Regions from separate parts of the Urocitellus parryii genome. Here region 1 is linked to region 2. Evidence: chromatin contacts called from public Hi-C data. All regions are on one chromosome and are shown on one strand. Each heading gives the region's core, a stretch centred on a gene start, on an enhancer-like site or on the middle of the called end of the contact. The rest is flanking DNA. Distances are from core to core; before and after follow the strand shown.

Evidence for each region. A called contact is a pair of places that touch in the nucleus more often than the background predicts.
Region 1: a contact with region 2 is called in a Hi-C map of liver, with 4 times the contacts expected there. The contact joins the promoter of Nfkb2 here to the promoter of Elovl3 in region 2. A contact is called at or near these places in 2 of 2 Hi-C or Micro-C datasets (liver and muscle).

The regions. Positions count from the first base shown.
Region 1 is chr5:186,149,525-186,153,880 of mUroPar1.hap1, forward strand. It overlaps Nfkb2 (nuclear factor kappa B subunit 2), which reads left to right and starts at 2,602. Exons shown (of 23, transcript XM_026401124.2): 1 at 2,602-3,153; 2 at 4,302-4,356.
Region 2 is chr5:185,994,836-185,999,232 of mUroPar1.hap1, forward strand. It overlaps Elovl3 (ELOVL fatty acid elongase 3), which reads left to right and starts at 2,231. Exons shown (of 4, transcript XM_026401181.2): 1 at 2,231-2,331; 2 at 3,138-3,269; 3 at 4,068-4,219. The coding sequence starts at 2,231.

The sequences.
Region 1 (4,356 bases), core at 1,352-3,851, 160 kb after region 2:
TGCAGAAACAAATGATCCTTAGGTTGAAAATTAGTGGAACAAATAAGTTTCTTAAGTTCAGATAGATGAGGCTATACCAACTGACAACTATCTACAGTTAAAAGTTGGAATATAACAAACTAACACTATTCCATTTAAGAATCTATTTTGCTGAGCGTGGTGGCACATGCCTGTAATCCCAGCAGCTAGGGAGGCTGAGCCAGGAGTATCTCGAGTTCAAAGCCAGCCTTAGCAAAAACGAGAAACTATGCAACTCAGTGAGACCCTGTCTCTAAATAAAATACAAAAAAAGGCTGGGGATGTGGCTCAGTGGTTGAGTGCCCCTGAGTTCAATCCCCGGTACCCATTCCCCAAAAAAATATCTGTTTTACCATGTAAATGTTGTAGACAAATCCTAAATTTCAGCACCATACGGTATTCTCTTTAGAGATCCACTATAAAGTGGAAAGACCTACTTTGTTTTATACAAAATTTAGGGGGAAAACTTCATCCCTGGAAGCAAGAGACTGGTTTCCATCTTGGTTCTGACCCTTTCTAGCTATGTGTTTGGCCATGTTACTTCACCTCTATGAGCCTTAACTTCATCAGTAAAGTAAAGGTAATACAATCATCACTGATCTGAAATTGACAATAATTTAAGATTTTGGAGCAGTTCAGATTTTGAGATTAGGGGATGCTCTGAAACACTTCTGGTTTCAAGCATTTTTTTTTTTAAGAGAGAGTGAGAGAGGAGAGAGAGAGAGAGAGAAATTTTTTAATATTTATTTTTTAGTTCTCGGCGGACACAACATCTTTGTTGGTATGTGGTGCTGAGGATCGAACCCGGGTCGCACGCATCCCAGGCAAGCGCGCTACCGCTTGAGCCACATCCCCAGCCCTCAAGCATTTTTATATAAGGGATACCCAATCTGTGTATTTTCATGCTATATTGGGAGGGAAGAATAAGAGCTTACACTAATGTACTCTAACATTATATTCGCTGTCAAGATGAAGAGGAAGAAAAGTAATAGGAAATGAAGAGCCCAAATCAAGAACCATAATCAAGAACCTCTTTGTGCCAAGCCAGTAAATTGCATCCTTAAGAAGGTCAGAAATAGCTGGTGGCACACCTGTAATCCCAGTGACTTGGGAGGTTGAGACAGGAGGATCTCTAATTCAAAGACAGCCTCAGCAAAAGCCAAGTACTAAGCAACTCAATGAGACACTATCTCTTAACTAAAATAAAAAATAGGGCTGGCAGGTGACTCAGTGGTCTAGTGCCCTTGATTTCAATCCCCAGTACCGCCCCCCACCCCCAAAAAAGGTCAGAGACATGTTGCAGAAATTAGGGACAGCAAGAGGGCCCAGAAATTGTCCATTATTCCATTACAAGTTTAAGAGAGGACTGACTACTGTAGAAATGAAGATAATTTAAGGCACCTTCTAAAGAGAAGAAACTCTTTAAGAAACAACCAGAGAGGTCCAGCCCTGAGTGGGACTTAGTGAATTCCTGTTGTGATCTTTCTGCTGTTAGATGTGTTCAAGTGGAAGTTAAAAAGTATACAAGAGGTCATTTTCTACATCAGAGATGGGATTGAACTATTTAGATTTGGGCTATTTTTTCAATTTTAATTTATTTTTAATTTATTTATTTATATTTTTTTAAAGAGAGAGAGAGAGAGAGAATTTTTTTTTAATATTTATTTTTTAGTTTTTGGCGGACACAACATCTTTGTTTGTATGTGGTACCGAGGATGGAACCCGGGCCGCAGGCATGCCAGGCGAGCGGGCTACCGCCTGAGCCACATCCCCAGCCCTATTTATTTGTTTGTTTGTTTGTTTGTTTGTTTGTTTATTTATTTTTGTACCAGGGAGTGAATTCAGGGGCATTCGACCACTGAGCCACATCCCCAGCCCGACACATCTTAATTTTATAGGATCAAATTTAGCGCCCCGCACACGCCAGGCGAGTGCGCTACCGCTTGAGCTACATCCCCAGCCCCATCTCCAGCCCTTTTAAAAACAAATATTTATTTTTTAGTTGTAGTTGGACACAATAGCTTTAATCTACTTATTTATGTGGTGCTGAGGATCGAACCCAGGGCCTCGCATGTGCTGGCGAGCGCTCTACTGCTGAGCCACAACCCAGCGCCCCCAGCCCTTTTTTAAAAATATTTTATTTAGAGACAGGGTCTCACTGAGTTGCTTAGCGCCTCATTTTTGCTGAGGCTGGCTTTGAACTCGAAATCCTCCTGTCTCAGCCTCCTGAGCCCCTGGGATTACAGGCGTGCGCAACCGGGCCGGTTCAATTCTAATATTATTGATCTGTGTGGTGGATGAAAGAGGCCTGGGTCTCCTAGGTAAAAACTTCCTATCTCTCTCCCAGCGCAGAGTTATCGAACAGGTCAGAGTGAAAACCTGGTCCACTATGGATCTGCCACGTAGATTTAAATTTCGGGCTCAGTCTCCCTCCTTACGACAGAATGTCTCAGCCTCTCCAGCAGCTGGGATTACAGGCGTGCCTTTAGAGGATTAGAGGAGGAGCCTTCGGGCCCTGTACAAAGTCTCCTAGTGACTCCAGAGAGGCCGCCAGATGGCGCCCTGGGTCTGACCACAAAGTCAACTTCCTTCCTCTTCCCCTAACTTCCCAGCAGTCGGCCCGGCTCGGGGCGCGGGACCGGAGGGTTGGGACCAGCCGGCTTCCCCTCGGGGTTCCCCAGCTTCGGAGGTAGCCACGCGTTAAGAGTAGCAAAAGCCCAGTACCAGCCGGGACTCTCAGCTGTCTAGGGCAAGCCTGGGCGGGTGAAGAGAACCGAGCCCCGTAGCCCTCGGCTGGGAGAGGTGCTAGGTCACCGGTCCTGGCAGGGGCTAGCCCTCCGGCCAGAGCTTGCACCAGGTGGGCAGTCACCCCTACTCCCCGCCCAGCCCAAACCTTTCCGCTCTGAGAGGCGCGCCTGAGTCGATCTTGGTTGGCTGCGCGAGTCCCGGAGTTAAAACTTTCAGCCAATGAAAAGGTGCTAGAGGCGTGACGCACGGAAACGTCACGGGAATTCCCCCCTCCGGGGGGCGGAAAAGGGGCTTTCCCCGTTGGTGTCCTGGTAACTGGAGTAGTGTCTCCACCCGTCCGAGGCGGGTCGGACGCTAATAGTAGCCGGAACCAGAGTCGTCGCCACGGTGAGTGGCCGGGTTAAGACCCTTGGGTAGCTAGGATACCGGGGTGGGGGGCCTGTGGGAGGAGGCAGGAGGGCAGGCCGTTAGGTGACCGAGTCCCAGATCTGGAGAGCAGCAGACGCAAGCATCCAGAAAGCGCCGACGCAAACAAAACGCACAGGTACACGTCGACATCCTTGTTCAAACATACGCAGACCGGTACGTACTCTTGCACTTGTGCAGGCACGAATACAGCAGTGTCTTTACAGTCGAACTCGCGCACACATGCACAAGCATACATGCTCACCTGTGCACCAATGCCTGGACACACCCTTCATTCACAACCTCCTAAACATGTCATCCGTATCTTACACATCTAGCCATGCACTGACATTTACCTACACTGAGAAGCTCAGGAACTCACCTGTTTAGATATGCTCACTTGTACATGCATGTTGACACCCTGCACATAATATGAATCTGAGCATTTGGGCCGAAACACACTTGTATCCCTGTGATGGAGACACATACATGTAGTCCATATGGCTGTGCTGGGGTCGGAGATGTGCAGGGATCGGCCTGGGCACCAGGAACAGGTGCAGCTTGGGAATCTAGGCAGCTGAGACATTCGCGGAGAGGGAGAGAAACCTATCCCAAGGAGACACCTTTCCCATACCCTGCAGCCCAGAGTCACGTTCTCGGGGCAGTACCCTAGGGCCCCCAACTGGGAAGAACCCCCGCCTACAGGTCATTCGAAGAGGAGGCCTTCCGACAGCAGGAATGTCCCCCCAAAAGCCCCTGGGGTGAATCAGCCGTGGCCTCCCTCCTGGCAGAAAATCCCAAGGTTACTCCAAGCCAGAGGAGCGCGGGACGGGGTGGGGCGGGCCCGGACTCAGACTGAGCCTCTCGGGCCGCGAAAGACCTTCTGTCCGCGGCGCCTGCACTGGAGGGAGGAGGAGACCTAACCCCCATCAGGGGTTGCCCGGATTCCGTGCCCTTTGCGGGTGGACAGGCAGTCGGTGCCCACAGCCTGTGAGAGCCTCCAGCCCCTCCCGCCCCGGGGGCGGGACCATTGGCGTCATTTCCAGGCCCGCCCCCTCCGGCCCCGCCTCCTCTGGTATTTTCGGGACTTTCCTAAACTGCTCTAACTTTCTGCCCCTTCCCTGGCCCAGCCCAGCTCCGGATCTCGCTCTCCACCGGATCTTACCCGCCACACCCGGACAGGCG
Region 2 (4,397 bases), core at 981-3,480:
TCTGAATTGGAAACTGATACCAACCTTGGTAGGCAAGCAAGTGTAACTACTTGCATTTTGCTGTTGAAGAATATTTAATCTGAGAGTTTAGGTAACTTGCCTAAAATCATATAGCCAATAGTTAATGGTAGCACTGGGACTTGAACTCAGATCTCATAACAAGTAGACTGTTATTATGGTTTGAATATTGTTGAGTGTATCTTCCAGAAATTCATTTGCTAGGAGCATGGTATCCCCATGTAATGGTATTGAGGTGGTGGGGGTCTTTAAGAGATGATTAGATCATGGGGGCCCTTGATAGAGATTAATGTAGTTCTTGCAGAGCTTGGTTAGTTCCCACAAGAGTTGATTGTTATAAAAGAGTGAGCCTGGCCCCTCCGCATTCTTTTGCTTCTTCTCTCACTATGTGGTCACTCTCAGATGTGCCCCTATCATGAGATGCCATTCACCGTGTTATGGCGCAGCCAGAATAACCTCTGGCATGGCTGTCAGATCTTGGTTGTTTTTCATTTATCAAGTACCCAGCCTCAGGCATTTTGTTATAGCAATACAAAACAATTAATCAATGGTGCAATCAGGAGCCACTGAAGCCACTGGAAAGCAGCATGACCTAGTTTAGGTTTTAGTCAATCATTTTCTGGATAATAGGACAGAAAGTGTTGGTTATCAAAGTATTGTCTGGGATTATCTATGGAGTCAGAATTTCTTGGGTAGGGGCTCAGGAATCTGGTAATCAGCTGGGTTTGGGAACTTTTTTTTTTCTGATTTCAGTGCAATAAAAAGAGAAGCACTGTATTAAAGAAGGCAGTGGTACAGCCAGTTAAGGTAACTACACTGGTGGTTGCAGTAATCAGGTTAAAGGGGATGAGTTGCAGAGAGAAAGGAATGTACATTTGGGTCAATTAAATGGCATGGACAGAATTTTCTACTCTACCCTTCCATAGATAGGGAAGTGGAATTAGATCTCTACCTGGCTCCCATGGTTCCAGAGTCTTTGGGCTTTACTGTACATAGTTGCTTATTTACATATCTTGATTTTAACTATTTTGTATTTATTTTTCTTAGCACTTATCTTGCAAATTTCCATCTTATCTCTAACTGCCTCAAGTCTTGTAGTTCTCTTTTGTTTTCATAAAGTGTAGGAGAGAAATAAGGAATAGCCAGGTAAAGTCTTAAAAGTTTTAAAACATTTCTTTCTTTTGGACTGGGCACATAGGGGGAAAAGAATTAGATTTTATTAGACAAGCACAGACTGAAGAGAGAAAACAGCAGGCCTTGGGGAAATGCACTAGATCTCTGGTTCCTTGAACCCTAGGAGACCTTTGGGAAACCCAAACACAATAATTTCAGAAGCCCAGGGGGTGACCCCATTTCCTCTGCAAGGTTATTACTGGGTGTCAGGAGCAGTTCAGGAATTCAGGAAACTATAAAGAAACCACAACAGCTTCAACAACGGCCTCCTCAAACGTCAATATCAACAACCTCAATAATGAAATTGATTAAAGTTCATCTCCCTCCACCCACAACCAGAGATCCAAAGCTCGGAGGCAGAAGGGACTACAGGAACTCTTCATTGCCCAACCTAGTTCTTCCTCATCCCCCGCCTATTTTCCCCATTATCTCAAGGATCCTGGAAACTGCCTCCCCCATCTCTGGGTGAGGGCACCATGGCCAAGGACACCTCCACTTTATTCTCACTGCCAAGAAGGTTAAGATTAAAGCAAGCTGAGTCAAAGGTTACGGCCGGCAGGGCTGAGTTCTCTGAGAGGCCGTGGAGGATGAGCCAAGCAGGTGCAGTGGAAGTGATGATGGAGAAAAGGGTGGCAAAGTGGGCGGGGCCAGGGCTCACAAGAGCCTCGCGGAGCAAGGCCGGCGCCTAGGGGCGGGGCCCTCAGGGATGATGGATGCAGGGAAGGGTGCGGCCCAGAGGCGGGACCAGGGTGTATCTCGGCCAAGATTGGATAACGGCTGAGCGCGGGGAGGAGGCCGAGCACAGTCAGGCCCGCAGTTCAGCAATTCGCGTTATATACGACGGCGGCGGCGGCGGCGGCGGCGGCGAGAGCCGGCTGGACTGTAGCTCCCACCCGGTTCCGAGCCCCTCCTGCCTCTCCCAGGAATTTTCTTTCTGTCCTGGCTGCGTTCTGTCCCTCTCTGAGGTTCATTTTGTCCTCGGCCCCGCAGTCTCTTTATCAGCCCTCCAAGCCCTGGACCTGGACGCCTGCAGAACCAAATGGTCACAGCTATGAATGTTTCGCACGAAATGGAGCAACTGTTCCAGCCCTATAACTTCGAGACGTTCCAGGATTTAAGACCCTTTTTAGAAGAATACTGGTGAGACCTGGGAATGGGGAAGGGCCAGATGTGTGTGTGTGCGGTGGGCAGACCCTACTGTTTGGTCCCGGCGAGGGTCCGGGCGAGGGGTAGGCTGAAGGCCAGCAATGATTTTCTTAAAGAGCAAAGTTATAGGATCCCTCATACTAGCTCCAACCCATCGTTGTCCAAGATGCAGGTAGTGTGGCACCTCGAAGAGATAAGAGCTAGAAGAAAGGATGCAGAAATGAGTATGGGGAGCAGGGTGTGGGAGGAGACAGAAGCCAAAGAAAGAGTGTAGAGAGAACGGGTAGTTGAAGAATGAGGTTGATTAGAACCCCTCCAACCTGCTCTACTTAATTATCATGCTCCCTAAAAGCCCCATCATCTTTTCTGTGGAGACTGAAGCAAAACCAGGGAGTTCTTCCAAGCTTTCCCCGGGCTCTCTGGCTTAGCCCTAAAGCTACCCCAGAGGTGTCTTTGGGCTGACTTTGTGCTCAAGCCAATTTGCCACAAACCAACCAATGCAGAAGCTATTGCCACATTCTTACACCACAGCCCTGGGTCATGGGCCAATGGTCATCAGTCTCCAGCCTAATAAAGAATGCAATAATCACCTTGGATATAGTCTCTACCCTGTGTTATAATTAACATGGTTAGGAGAGGACCTCCCTCCCACCACCTTTACAAATAAGAAAACCAAAATATCACATGGCTAGTAAGTGGCAGAGTTGGAACTCTAATCTAGACATTAACCTGGAGAGATGAGTGGGCATTTCTCTGACCAACAGCCACCTTTTAGCCCATCTCTGCCTTCTGCCTGCCAGGACAACCTCATTCTTCATAGTTCTGATATACCTGCTGCTCATTGTTGTGGGGCAGAACTACATGAAGGATCGGAAAGGCTTCAACCTGCAGGGACCTCTCATCCTCTGGTCCTTCTGCCTTGCAATCTTCAGGTAAGGTAGTCCCTCCTCCTACCTAGTATTTAGACCTCCATTTCATCCCTTAAAACTTTCCAGAAACTCAGTTTTATTGACTCCCAACTTTTACCTTCTTCTATATGCCCTCTTTTCCTTCTTTTCTAGACCCCAACCTGGCAATTTCTGCTCCATCCCTTTTGCACTCATGGAATCTGTACTTCCAAATCTCTCTAGCCTTAGCAGGGCATAGTGACACATGCCTGTAATCCCAAAGATTTAGGAGGCAGAGGCAGAAGAATCACATGTTCAAAGCCAGCCTTGGCAACTTATTGAGGCCCTAAGCAACTTAGCGAAATCTTCTCTCAAGATGAAAAATAAAAAGGTCTGGGATGTACCTCAGTGGCTAAGCACCCCTCAGTTCAATTACCTGTACCAAAAAAAAATTTGTACCAAAAATATTTCTCCAGCCTCTAATACTGTCAGCAACTAACACCCTCTTCCAATACTGTCCCAGTCCTTCCTTCCCATGTTTTCTTCCCCTAAATCCTTTGATTTTCCCCAAACTGCTACTCACTTCTTAGGCTTCCACCCCATCCCAAGAACACTAACTCTACTTTCAGTCTCAGCTCCCTTCACATTCCCTGGTATTTTCCAACCCTCATTTCCTGTGGAATACTGGATGAATCTATCAAATTGGCTCCAGGATCTCAGAATCTGTGATCTATTCCCCCTGCAAGGGTAAGGAGGTGATGGAGCACAAGACTTAGTGACCTTGTCAAGCTAGGGGAAAGGGTGGATTGATGCCTTACACTCTCTTTCTCTGTTCCATTTCAGTATCCTGGGGGCAGTGAGAACATGGGGCTTTATGGGGACTGTGCTACTTAGGGGGGGCCTGAAGCAAACTATGTGCTTCACCAGCTACGCTGAAAATGCCACAATCAGATTCTGGTCCTGTGTCTTTCTTCTCAGCAAGATCATTGAACTTGGTGAGTGACAAGACTTTGTCTCTCTGGTGCCCAGTGAATCGCACCCTTCCTCAGAGCCCTCCCCTCACTCATCATATGGAGAATACCTTCCCCACCCCTAGGTCCTAACAACACATGTTACCTAAGCCCTTCTTCAGGTTCTCTGCCACGAAAACTCCTCCCCACCCTGAGAATTCCT